2 separate regions of the Hordeum vulgare genome follow, and region 1 is linked to region 2. The links are chromatin contacts, called in public Hi-C maps. All regions are on one chromosome and are shown on one strand. The core of a region is the stretch at or near the end of the contact, and the rest is flanking DNA. Distances in the headings are between cores, read along the strand shown. Region 1 has its middle 9.3 kb from the start of LOC123441275. Region 2 holds the start of LOC123442431 (anthranilate synthase beta subunit 1, chloroplastic-like).

What was found. A called contact is a pair of places that touch in the nucleus more often than the background predicts.
Region 1: a contact with region 2 is called in a Hi-C map of seedling, with 3 times the contacts expected there. The contact joins the enhancer-like site here to the promoter of LOC123442431 in region 2. A contact is called at or near these places in 2 of 6 Hi-C or Micro-C datasets (leaf and seedling).

What each region holds. Positions count from the first base shown.
Region 1 is chr3H:6,860,270-6,867,060 of MorexV3_pseudomolecules_assembly, reverse strand. No RefSeq gene overlaps it. Among protein-coding and RNA genes, the nearest start is that of LOC123441275, 9.3 kb to the left of the region's middle. Within about 2 kb of position 2,605, at least 2 of the 3 cell types and tissues checked have open chromatin away from gene starts, as enhancers often do. A contact at or near this core is called in leaf and seedling, where this site is marked.
Region 2 is chr3H:6,782,571-6,789,405 of MorexV3_pseudomolecules_assembly, reverse strand. LOC123442431 (anthranilate synthase beta subunit 1, chloroplastic-like) reads left to right here and starts at 2,867. Exons shown (of 8, transcript XM_045118480.1): 1 at 2,867-3,145; 2 at 3,234-3,397; 3 at 4,462-4,532; 4 at 4,647-4,684; 5 at 4,758-4,868; 6 at 4,934-5,033; 7 at 5,425-5,560; 8 at 5,770-6,144. The coding sequence starts at 3,037. The coding sequence ends at 5,880.

The sequences.
Region 1 (6,791 bases), core at 1,356-3,855, 78 kb before region 2:
TGAGAACGAAACTTCCACGTCAACGGGTTCGTCTCCTCTAGAGAAGTGCCCACTAACTGACCAGTACTAGTCGTCGGTAAAATAAACTCTGCACTAAGGACATCTTCAACAGTTTGTATGTAGTCTTGTTAATAAAATTGTCCATGTCATCAACCAACAAGGGATCATATAACTACTTCAATGGTTGCATTCAAATTATCCAATATGAGAAGAAGGAATAAATGCAATTGCTCTTTATGTAACCTTGAAGTTTGTGCAAGAGCTACTCCCTCCGTCCGGTGAAAAGTGTACATATAAACATTTTATGACAAATTATGAAGTGGAGTAAAAATGCATTGGAAATGTGCAACACACCATCTCTCTCCCCTTTAATTACCAAACCCCCAATAAGTTAAGTGCGTGTAGAAATTAAGATGACTATGTGTAAAATGTTATTGGTCTTGATTACCGTGTGATGAAAGAGAAGCATTTTTTATACTTTAAAGTACATTGAAAAGATAAAAGTACACTCTTTTATGGACAAATTTTAAAGCCAAACGTACACTTTTCACCGAACGAAGGGAGTATTGGTTAATCTACACACAACTTTCCTCTCTCTCCTCATTTATTTATTGCCACATCATTATATATCCTAGTTGACAAAGTTTACCAACAACTATCTTATCACCATTGGAGATGCCCTAAGAAAGAGAGGCACCTCTATTATCTGTTGCTATGAGGTCAAGGGCAGTCACATTTGCAAAGCCAGCAAGCAAGTTGATATGATCGATGGATATGATGACCACTACGTGGAGCAGCTCCTAGACATAATATTCCCTCATTTCTCTTTTCCTTGCTTCACTTGGTACGGTCGATCACACGAATTAGCCTTGAAATTGACTATTCTTATCATTTTCTGAAGCTGGAGATGCGCCAAGTGCCGGCATCTTCTCCAGTGTTGTTGCTGGAGCCACTGATGTGGATGGGCTTTGGCTTTAGGTGACCAGTAGTGCTCTTGATCGATTAGACAATTGAAAGCACGGCGTTGGCACTTGTGGAAGAGAGACAAAGATATATAGCTATAGGAGGAATGATTTTCGCGACCAGAACCGATCTGAATTGATCCACAGCAAAAGGTAGCACATCCAATCATGCTTGCGCGTCTGTAGATAAGCCGACGAGGAGGAGAGTAGTTCTAGTCTTCTAGCCAGTGCTCTGGAGAAAGTATCTATTTTTATGGTGACAACACGGGATCGAGCACTGAAACACCTAGAGATGAAAAAGAGCGGCAGAGAGTAAAGGTACGGCCTCAGATGATAGATGCTGTCCCAGCTCTGTAAATTGAATTTTAGTTTAGTCCTTTGGATAACTTAAGCAAGGCCTTGCTTGAGTGGATCAATCATAAACGAAAAGCTTCTTGACAAAGTGTTATTAAGATATGCATCGACGACACTTGCTGCATAATAAATTATTTACTAGCTTACATATCTGTACTTCACTAGGATTAAAGCGGTAGTATATGCTTCGATCGAAAGGGATCATGTGGTTTACCGAATAAGGGATGGATACCTACTTCATTTACGTAACCTGCAGCTGCCGTAGTCCATTAAACTAGAGATCACTTGAAATGCCATGCTTTTTTTCGAAAAGGAGGCGTTGCCCCGGCCTCTGCATCGAGTGATGCATACAACCATATATTAATCAAAATAAGTATCCAGTAAATACATAGTATATAAAAAGGAAAAAAAGAGATACATGACGAACATTGCGCCGCAGCCTGGAATGGCTAAAAGATCAAGATGACTAAACACCTATCCTATTAATATGCCGCCATTCAAACCGGTTGAAGATACCCTGTGCTACCATCTCCCAGCGGGCACACCTAGTAACCATAAGCTCCCTGGTTGCCACAGGAGTTAGTAACGACCATGTGCGGATCAGTGCGGTAATTCGGTAGATAACCTGCAAGAATTGGATATCATGAGTTCTGTTAAAAACCAAATCATTTCTGCTATTCCATAAAGCCCAAAGAAGAGCACATGCTCCGACACGAATAGATTTAGCCAATTGAACATCAATTCCCTGTAACCACGTTCCAAATAACGAGTTCAAGTCAACAGGAGAAGCGATGTTAAAAGCAATGTGAATTGATCGTCAAACAAGTTTAGCCAAAGGACAGTCTAGAAAGAGGTGGTGAATACTTTCTAGGCTTGAACAGAAAGAACATCTGGAACTTCCTTTCCAATTTCGTTTGGCCAAATGCCATGCTTAAACTAACGAAAACACGATCGAGGTGAACTCGACGCCATAGCTCACTAGCCACCGAATTTTCCGCCTTTAGACCCAAGCAAAGGAATATATGCACACCTATTTGAGCTGATCTAGTCTTTCAACATTGTGGGATTTATTGCAGCAAATGGGCCGTTCTTTTTCGACGACGTACGTTGGACCTATATATTTTGGTCGTCCAAGCAATCATGTCGAGAAAAGAGAAGTTGTTCCACACAACAAAACCATCTATCGACCAGTCTACAGATTAAAGTTGGCCTTGTTGATTCGATCTGTACCTACTAAGATAAGATGATCACTAAAGACAAGTAGCTAGGTAGTGCTGGCGTGCTGCATGATGTGCTCGAGTACGTACGTGTGAGCGTGCGAGAAGGTCGACACCACAGATCATGGGCGAGTCCTGATCCCATGACGAAATTATTTGGGCCCATCCCAATCATCGTCACCGTTCATGATGATAACGTGTTATCCGACCATTAAACTTTCCCTTGGTTTCTGCTGCCAGAAGCAGACAGAGTGCCCGAAATTGTGGATTCAGTATTACAAGTTGGCTTAGCTCGTCTAGTCTTTCAATAATAAGATGCACTAAAATGCAATGATCTTAACTTCTTAAGCGACCGAGTCGGCCTTCCTCTCAAGTTCAAGTTGTAGTGCTAGCTAGTGCTAATTAAACTTCCGTGAAAAGCCGTCCATCCCAGTTAGTACGTAGCGTACCGACCCCGTCTAACCCGAACCTGAACTAGACAGGAAAAGCCATCAGCTCTAGTTGCACAAGCGTACCTGCTATTGTTAGTCCGTCTACCAGCCAGCCAGTATGGCTGTGGCATCTCGTACTAAAACCCTATGCTGCTTCAAACGGAAGCTGCTGGGCAATTTACAGCAACTTCCTTCCGATGCTTGCGTTTTAGATACAGATAGCTCTTGCCCGGAAATAATACATGCTCCGAAGTCCGAACCAACTCCAGCTCCATCTGCTCACACCGAATCCGGTGCGATCACGCAAGTGTATATAGGAACCAAAGCGCCGGCAAAAGGCGCGCGGTGCGGTGCGGCGCGGCGCGGCGGCCGCATCGGAGAGAAGGATGCCATGGTCGTGGAAAAAGAAGAGATCGACGGCATTTAGCGGCAGGTAGGCGCGACACATCGAACAACAAATGGTCCTCCGCCATGGTCGCTCTCGGGTCTTTGTGGCTGCCTGGCTTTGAATCTTTCCTTTCTTTGAAACTTGATTCTTTTGCTTTCTAGGGCACCGGCAACCTTTAGTTTGTTCCCGGTTCGTGGCGTACGTGCTGATCGATTGCTCGCCGACGTTGATCTGTGGAACCTAGAGGAGGATATTTCTCGTGTCTGAATGGTCTAGACTCTAGACACCAGAGGCTTGTGAGGACCTAACTGCATGTGTTGTTTATGTCAGATGACTCGGATGAAAGATAAACGCATGAACACATGTTGCATATGTACTAATTAATTGCGCACTTGTGCTTTTTGATAACGACATGCTTATGCGCTCGCATGTACTAGGAAAACCATTCCGAATGCTTGTATGTCAATCATCGTTTATGTGAAGTCAGACGGATCTGCGGCGATCTGCTGACCCCATCCTCCACATGAACCGAATTATAAAAAGATGACTTGGCAAAGAAATCACACACACTTGAATCTAAAAACAAAAAGGACAATGCTCTGTGCCGGCGCGCCGGTCAAAACTTTCGACCGGCCCCGCGCGGACCGCCCAATCCCTCAGCTGCACACAGGCCGCACCGTTAGATCTCCATGCAGCAAAATTTCTCGATGCAATAAATTTCGTCCAGGATGCAGTAATTTTCGTTTACGGTTGCAACAAAAACATAGTTGTAGCAAAAAAATATATCAACGTGGTCGTAACAAAAAACAAAGCTGATGATGCGTGGTAGCAAAACAAAATAAGGGTTGTAGCAAAACAATCCGATGAACTCAGGTTGCAACTCTGATGAACGTGTATGCAACTTATTTAGTGAACGGTTGCAGCAAAAAAGATACCGGTTGTAGCAAAAATTTAATACGGTTGTAGCAAAAAATCCGACGAATGGGGTTGCAACCAAACGTATATGCAGCTTTTTTAGTGAACAAATATAGCAAATTTGGACATCGGTTGTAGCAAATTTATACGATCACCATAGGAGAAAGTTGTTTAGAATGATTAAATCAGACTATCTCTTTCATTGATGACCCGTGATGATTAAATACAACGGAACTGTCGCCAACGCCACGAAGGGACGCATCCCATCGTGGGGGCGTGCGAGCGCTTCAAACGGTTGCCATGGGTTGTCCTTGAGTCACATCATCTTTGAAATATTCTCCTCCAAAACCCTGTGGGAAAAATTGAGAAGAAAACATACAATATGCCATTAAAAACTCCTTCTAAAACCCAGTGGGAAAATAAGGAGAAAATGACATATATCGTCCATGCTTGCATTGATATTGCCTTATTAAAAACCTTTCGTGAGAAACCATGTGAAAAACTCACAAAGGAAAAGAGTGCAATACAAAAATCTCATGATCTTAACAGGTTATATCCTAGGAGATTTATCCCCCTGAATTTTGCAAGTCTCGAAGTCGTCTCGTACCAATTTCATTTACATACTTATGGAACAAAGAACTTGGTACAGACTTAGTAAATAGATCAGCGAGATTATCGCATGACTTCGTTTGCAAAATACTTATCTCCCCCTTCTCTTGCAGATCATGGGGATAAAATAATTTAGGAGAAATATGCTTTGTAATATTGCTATTAATATAACCCGTTTGCAGTTGTGCAATGCAAGCAGCATTATCTTCGTAGATAATAGTGGGCGATTTTACCGAACCAATCCCACTTGAACATTGGACAAAGTTCATCATTTTGCGAAGCCATACACATTCACGCGATGCTTCGAACAAAGCAATTATCTTAGATGATTGGTGGACATTGCCACTAAGGTTTGCTTTGTTGACTTCCAAGAGAAGGCCGTACCTCCATGTAAGAAGACAAAACCAGTTTGCGTTCTGGCATCATGGGGATCTGACAAGTATCCAGCATCGCAATACCCCACCATAGTTCTCTCTTGATTTTTCTGATAGAATAAACCAAGATCTTTGGTGCCTTGAAGATATCTGAAAATATTCTTCAAACCAACCCAATGCCTTTTTGTTAGTGATGCGTTGTATCTAGCGAGTAAATTAACTGCAACTGCTATATCAGGTCTAGTGCAGTTTGCTAGATACATTAGTGCACCGATGGCATTGAGATATGGAAGCTCTGGTCCCAATATCTCTTCATCATCACCCTTAAGCCTAAATGGGTCCTTGTCTCTGTCAAGCGACCTGACAACCATAGGCGTTTTTGATGGGTATGTGATACATCTCCAACATACCTATAATTTTTGAGTGTTCCATGCTATTATATTATCAACTTGGGATGTCTTATATGCATTTATATGCTATTTTATATCATTTTTGGGACTAACCTATTAACTCAGTGCCCAGTGCCAGTTTCTGTTTTTTCCGTGTTTTTGACCTTTTCAGATAAGAATATTAAACGGAGTCCAAACAGAATAAAACATGCGAGATGATTTTTTCCGTAAGAAAAGATACCCGGAAGACTTGAGAACCAAGGCAGAGGGTCTCGTGGGAGGTCACAAGCCCCCTAGGCGCGCCCTAGGGGGGGGGGGGGGCGCCCAGCAGGCTCGTAGGCCCCCCTTGCCTCCTTTGCCCTACCTCTTTCGCCTATAAATTCCCTAAAATCCCAAAACCAACAGGGAGAGCCACGAAAATACTTTTCTGCCGCCGCAAGCTTCCGTTTCCGCGACACGGAGGGCTTCTTCATCAACACCATTGCCTCTCCGATGATACGTGAGTAGTTCACCATAGACCTTCGGGTCCATAGCTAGTATCTAGATGGCTTCTTCTCTCTCTAGGATCTTCAATACAAAGTTCTCCATGATCTTCATGGAGATCTATCCGATGTAACTTTCTTTTGCGGTGTGTTTGTCGAGATCCGATGAATTGTGGATTTATGATCAGATTATCTATGAATATTATTTGAGTCTCCTTTGATTTCTTATATGCATGATTTTGTATCCTTGTAATTCTCTTCGAGTTATGGGTTTCGTTTGGCCAACTTGATCTATAATTCTTGCAATGGGAGAAGTGCTTGGTTTTGGGTTCATACCGTGCGGTGTCCTCGCCTAGTGACAGAAGGGGTAGCGAGGCACGCATCGTGTTGTTTCCATCAAAGGTAAAAAGATGGGGTTTATATCATATTGCATGAATTTATCCCTCTACATCATGTCATCTTGCTTAAGGCGTTACTCTGTTTGTTATGAACTTAATACACTAGATGCATGCTGGATAGCGGTCGATCTGTGGAGTAATAGTAGTAGATGCAGAAAGTATCGGTCTACTTGTCTCGGATGTGATGCCTATATGTATGATCATTCCCTTAGATATCGTCATGACTTTGCGCGATTCTATCAATTGCTCCACAGTAATTCGTTCACCCACCG
Region 2 (6,835 bases), core at 1,618-4,117:
AAATCGAGGCAGAGATCCAAGCTCGCCGCGTCGCCCGCATAGCTGCGGGTCTCCCTCCGTACTCGATGGAGAAGGTGGAGGAGTAGCCGGAGGCCATGAAGGAGGACGACCCGGAGGAGGAGGCTCCCATCTTGAGGAAGGCGGAGGCGGCGGAGGAGTTCGTCGTTGCCCAATCGAAGGAGATGACGGAGCAGCAGGCCATCCTGGATTCCATCCGGGATGAGGCCGAGGTGGATCCAACCGCTGGCTCATCCGGCAGAGGCAGGCGGAGGCCGACATCCGGCAGAGATTAAGGCACAAGAGGCCGTGGCGGAGCAGCCGGAGGGGGCGGAGCTGCGGCAGGCTGCCATTTATCCGCGGAGGTTACGGAGATCGTCGACATCTCTCACGAGGAGTAGATAGGTTCTACCTAGCACGTAAGTTTCATATTTTGCATGCTTTTGTATGGATTTGAGGATTTTAATATGAGATGTCCGGATATAGAATAAATTATTTAAGTCGTGACCGGTCAGTGTCCGTGAACGCGTCTGCGGGTGTTTGAGGGGTCGGATTTGCAAGGTCCGACTGTAGATATTCTAATATGTAGTTGCAATGTAAACTAGAATTATGTAAATGAGGAAAAACAAAATGATATTCCGTTGTACTTTAGGAATCAGCTAGGTCCGGGTAATAGTTAGTGAAGTAAATATACTTCATTGAGATTTACTCGTCCATATCCTCCTCTATTTTAGAGAAACCATCCTTCGTTCGTTTGGCTGGATCGAGCGAGTTTCCGTTGTCAAGTGGTTTCAGTTCATTCAACTTTGCGGGTGATGCTGGTGGTGGTGATCACGCGCGCATGACAAAATAATCATTTGAGAAGGACAGGGCACATACGATCTCGTCTCAGCTGCTACCATACCAGCTGGTGGTAAAAGCAGAGTGGCAGTAGAGCTCGTGCCTTGCCGGCACGGTCTGTTGTGGTGGTGGTTGGATCAGATCGATCGAGGAGTAGGGGGACACCACATGCCATGCGTCCGGTCGGCCGTGCAGGTGAGTAACATCAGGGAGCGAATAATGGCCACTTATAAGTAGTACTTCCTCCGTTTCTAAATATAAGTTTTTTTAAAGGTTTTACTAGTAAACTAGTCCCTCCGTTCCTAAATATAAGACCTTTTAGGGATTGCACTATAAACTACATACGGATGTATATAGACATATTTTAGAGTGTACATTCACTTATTTTGTTTCGTATGTAGTCTTCTAGTAAAATCTCTAAAAAGTCTTATATTTTAGAACGAAGAGAGTATATACGGATGTATATAAACTTATATAAAAATGTATATTTATTTATTTTGCTTCGTATGTAGATCTTTAAAAAAAATTAAAAGACTTATATTTAGAAACGGAGGGAGTACTAGCTACTCTCAAGTCTAAATTGGCCGGCTCCACCTCTAGGGATGGCGGATGGCGGATGGCGCATGGCGCTTGCATATGCATGCAGACAGCAGCCGACGCAGGTCGTGTCACGCATGGAGTAGTGGTGGCGTTGGTGGTTCGATCCGAATTGAACCACGTATCGATCGAGTGTTTAACCACATACACACTGACGCTAAAAATATAGAATTGCAAATACACCAAACATTTTTTTTTAACACACTATATACACATGCGTTCATATATATACACATACATTCATCTTTATGATCATACGTACACACAGTGACATAGCTAGAAATAAAATGGATGGAGGGTGTGCACACTTTTAAAATATTAGGTCTTTTTTAATTGGTTTGGATGGGTCTTTAAAATCTGCTAATTTTTATATGGTAAAAAAATGCTTTCCAAAATTCTGGGTGTGTCATGGCATATCCAGCACATCCCCTAGATACGCCACTGTGTATGCACATCCTATCTTCATGAGCATCTTTAAAATAATGAGTCGGTATATTATCTTAAGATTGTCGAAATCGTCACAGACGCCTTTATAGTTGGGAACATCTTCTTTCATTGAATACACATCACAAAGAAAATTTAAAATAAATATAAAAAATATGAACACCAAAATTAAGTCTAGGACTTAGGCTCTGTTTGGTTCATAAGTCCTAGGACTTTTTTTAGTCCAAACTTATAAGTCCTAGAGGGTGTTTGGTTACAGGGACTTATTAGGGACTTAGAACTTATAAGTCCCATCTAGACCAAACAGGAGGGACTTATAGGGACTTAAAGTGGGCATTTGAGACTTACGAAATAAGACTCTCAAGGAGGGACTTATAGTTGTAATATGGTCTTTTAATCCATGTTAAGTCATAGGAACCAAACAGGTAAGAACTTTTTAGGGACTTAGGACTTATAAGTTAGGACTAAAAAAAGTCCTAGGACTTATGAACCAAACAGGGCCTAAGTCACTAAAAAGTTCCTACCTGTTTGGTTCCTAGGACTTAACATGGACTAATTACATCCATAAGCCCCTATAAGACTCTCCTTGAGAGTCTTATTTCATAAGTCCCAAATGCCCACTTTAAGTCCTTATAAGTCCCTTATGTTTGGTTTAGATGGAATTTAGAAAAACTTATACGTTATAAGTCCCTAATAAGTCCCTGTAACCAAACACCCCCTTAAACTCTGATGGATAAAAGATGTCATTGTCCTTCAAACTATCCAACTACGAATAGTTCGCGACAACTTGTCAACTTTTGTTTTTCTGGAGACTGGGCTTCTTATTCCAAGATAACCCAATAGCCCAACTGGACTGGAGCCCAGTCCAAGAGCCTCACGAATGACGGCCTATTCCAAGAAACCCGAGCCCGAAGAACCAAAACCCAACAGCTCTACCAAGGAGCCCATTTGCTTTGCTTTGTTTTAGCCCAGCCCATCTCCTTCCGGCCTCAGCCGCAGCTCGCCACCTGCAAGACCGCAACTACCGCTCGCCGGCTCGCCGGCAGGCTAGCCAGCACCGCACCACCGCCACCGCTACGACCGCACCACCTGCCCCCGCCGCCGCTCCGTATCAGGCCCTTCACTGCCATCTGTCGCACCTCCTCCCTCCTCGCCGGTATGGCCTGCTCCCACCTTGCCGCCGCCGCCTCCTCACCGGCAGCCGCTGCGTTGCGTTCTGGGGCGACATCGACAACCGCCGGTTTCGCGCGCCTTCCCGCAACTCACCGTACGAATCGCTCCATGCTTTATGCCTCCATCTTGATGCTGGTCTACCGTATCTTGCTTTGACTGGATCCCTTCCCCAACCCCCGCAGGTACTGAGAAAGGCTTGTTGGCCCTCAGTGGTAGGAGGGCCGTGAAGCTGGTGGTCGTTGCCACCGGGTCGGCCGTGCCGGCGCCGGCGTCCGTCCCGTCAACGGTGAAGAAGCCCATCATCGTTATCGACAACTACGATAGCTTTACCTACAACCTGTGTCAGGTATATGGTTTCACAGGTAGTGGTTAAAGTCACGAATTCTTTTATAAGTAATTCCATTTTTGTTTCGCCTCTTCGTTTGCACTAAGATCAAATGATTTTAGAGGTGCCCGCTTGGAGACTTTACATAAATGTAGTATTTCTACATTTGAGAAGTAGCATGAATCTGCTAGTAGTTTTCATACATTTGAGAAGTAATATGAATCTGCTAATAGTTTTTGTGCATTTGAGAACTAATATGAATCTGCTGCACATGCTGTTAATATCTAGTTGTCCTAAAAAATGTTGACAGCGGATGATAACTAATTGCCAACCAAAGGTGCAAGAGAAATTTTCTTAGAATTACAAAGTTGGATCCTCGGAACTATTAAACAATTTTCCATTTCAAAATGTGGCCTTTCTGTGTAGCACCCCCAGCCTGGAACGTCCAAATTAGAATCAAGAATGCATGATTTGGTTAGGTTATGTGCCTGTTTCTGTGGATTATCTTCAAGTGCTGACTGACTTCTTTTTCAAGTATTTGTTTGAAACAAGGTTTTTGAAGTATTTGTCATTTAGAATGGAAGCTGAGGCTGCTTAACATTTTGGCTGGTTCGTGAACTAGACAAAATTGACTCGTTAAAGGTCATGTTAATCTGTAACAGGAACCACAAAAGTATATCATTGGGGAATATTATTTGTCTATATCTTGATTACGTTACCCAAGTTAACATGACTAGTATACTTTTAGAAGTGTTAGCAATATGTATTTCATTTTTTGTTGTGAAAAAACATTCCTGGAGATAATTTGTTTATCTCTTGAGCATGTTGTCTCTTAGAATTGCTGAAGAAAAAATGTAGCAAGGACTAACGAGCAATACTGCACATAAAAGAACAATGTTTTTTTAAGGGACATATAACGAAACAATTCTTTTAGATTCAACAATAATATGTGCCATGGATATTTCTTTCTTAAGAAGCACATGCTTATGATATTGTCAAGTCTATTTTTGCACCGTGATTTTAAGATGCCATGAAACACATGCTATGAGAAAACAAGTCTTGCTGAAATTGAGTGTTTGATGCAGTATATGGGGGAGCTTGGATTAAATTTTGAGGTGTACCGCAATGATGAACTTACCATAGAGGATGTAAAGAGGTATAGTTCTCAGAGCACATGTTCAATTATGATTTATTTTCTGTCTGATCCATCTAAAGGGATTATACGTATCACAAGTTTGCTGATGATGTTCCTTTATTTAATCTCTCGTAGGATGAATCCACGAGGAATACTTATTTCTCCAGGGCCTGGTAAGTTTTTCTTGTTGAATCTCATAACGGTTTTAAGCTTCTGAGCTTAACTATTACATCCATATTTCTTTAGGTGAACCACAAGATTCAGGTATATCATTGCAGGCTGTTCTGGAACTCGGGCCAACCATCCCAATATTCGGAGTTTGCATGGGTCTGCAGTGCATTGGAGAGGCTTTTGGAGGTTAGACTTGTCTCTATGGCTGTAAGGTTTTCCATGACCAATCTTGCTGATGTTTCTTCTTACAGGGAAGATTATTCGCGTTCCTTCTGGTGTGATGCATGGAAAAAGCTCCCCTGTTCACTATGACGAAGTTTTAGGAAAGGGTATATTCGAGGGCTTGTCAAAGTATGATTTTTCAACCATTGAGTAAATCCCATGTATATTTAGGTTCTAGCTTGCATTACATCACAGTCAACTGACACTGGTATTGCAAACATTAGGTTGCACACATCTCATGATTGCTTCTGTTTTCATGATAATTAGGATTTAGGAATGCTGTTGGGCTCAGTTTACCTTTTTAGAGCAGTTATGTTTGTCTTGAGAAATTCTGTAGCATGTGCCATGAAATGGCAATTCAGAATTTCAACATATTCAGTCGGTATTGATGATAGAATTTTAGTCTTGAGTACTTTCTTTTATCTTGGAAGAAGTTTCCGTCTGTTCCCATTTTCAGTATGGCACTTGTTCAGAGTGAGCCTTTTGATTTGACATGATCCTCAATCACTTGCATGGACAGCCCTTTTGCCGCTGCAAGATATCATAGCTTGGTCATTGAGCAGGAAAGCTTCCCACACGAGGAACTGGAAATCACGGCATGGACTGAAGATGGACTTATCATGGCTGCTCGGCACAAGAAGCACAAGCATATCCAGGTATTTCTCAACTCCACGCATGAGGCCACATTATGTGTCGCTTAGGACGCTAAGGCACAACCACGCGACCCATACCTGAGGTGTTCTTTTTCTTTCCTCGAAATGGGGGATGAGACCCCCGGCCTCTGCATCGGACGATGCATACGGCCCTCTGAGGTGTTATTCCGTGGTTGTCGTGAGTGCTAACTGATATGATGTAACTCTTTCAGGGGGTTCAGTTCCACCCAGAGAGTATCATCACCCCTGAAGGCAAGAGAATCATCCTCAACTTTGCGAGATACGTCGAGGAGTTCGAGAAGCAGACCTCAGAGGGGAACTAGAGGATTCAGGGAAGCAGGGCACTTAGGGGAGCTAGATAGGGGCTATCGTCGGGAAGGGTAAAGGAATAAGAGAAAAGAGCATTCCGTTGCCATTCATTTGGTTCACTGAATCATTGTAATATATCATTGTCGATCGAGAGGCCTTCGAAACTCGATCAACTTTGTGCATCGTGGTGGCTCTTTGTCCGCGATAAATCAGTGGAAGCTGAGAGGCTATTTAACATCTTGAATGGTTCCGGGTGGGCCAAGCTTTGCTGTGCTCCATTTCATTGTTCGGCCCTGTTGTTTCTCTGATCATATAACATTTTTGCCCTCAGTCTGTACTAGATGTTTGGCCAAAAATGATCTGGAAAATGGTAAGTGAATGCCTCTATCTACATGTAGTTTTTTTTAGCCTACATGTAGTTTTTCTGGTACACTGTCCGGCCGGCTTTCATAAAAGGCCTTTCAATGCATTTGCAGGTACACTCAAGTTTTTCCTGGTACAGTTCCTGGAAACCATAGGACCGATGCGATCTGGATGTCCCGTTAAATTAAACGGATAAAAATGTAAAGCTAACCTTCTGTCTGCTAACAAGTACTACTAGACTTTATGGAGAATATTGTGTTTGGAGGCCGAGCTACATGGAGCTTGGTTTTGAAAATTTCGAATTTCATCAAATTTCATATTTTCTACTCCCTCCGTTCCTAAATATAAGTCTTTAAAGAGGTTTCATTAGTGGACTACATACGGATGTATACAGACATACTTTAGAGTGTAGATTTACTCATTTTGCTCTGTATGTAGACTTCTAGTGAAATATCTTAAAAGACTTATATTTAGGAACGGAGGAAGTACAATTCTAAAAATTCTGACAAAAACACATATATACATGAAGGCATAACACACGTGTGTGTGTAAATTTTTAGAACAAAATAGGTTGAAATGATGACTGTGCAAAAAAAAAAATTTGAG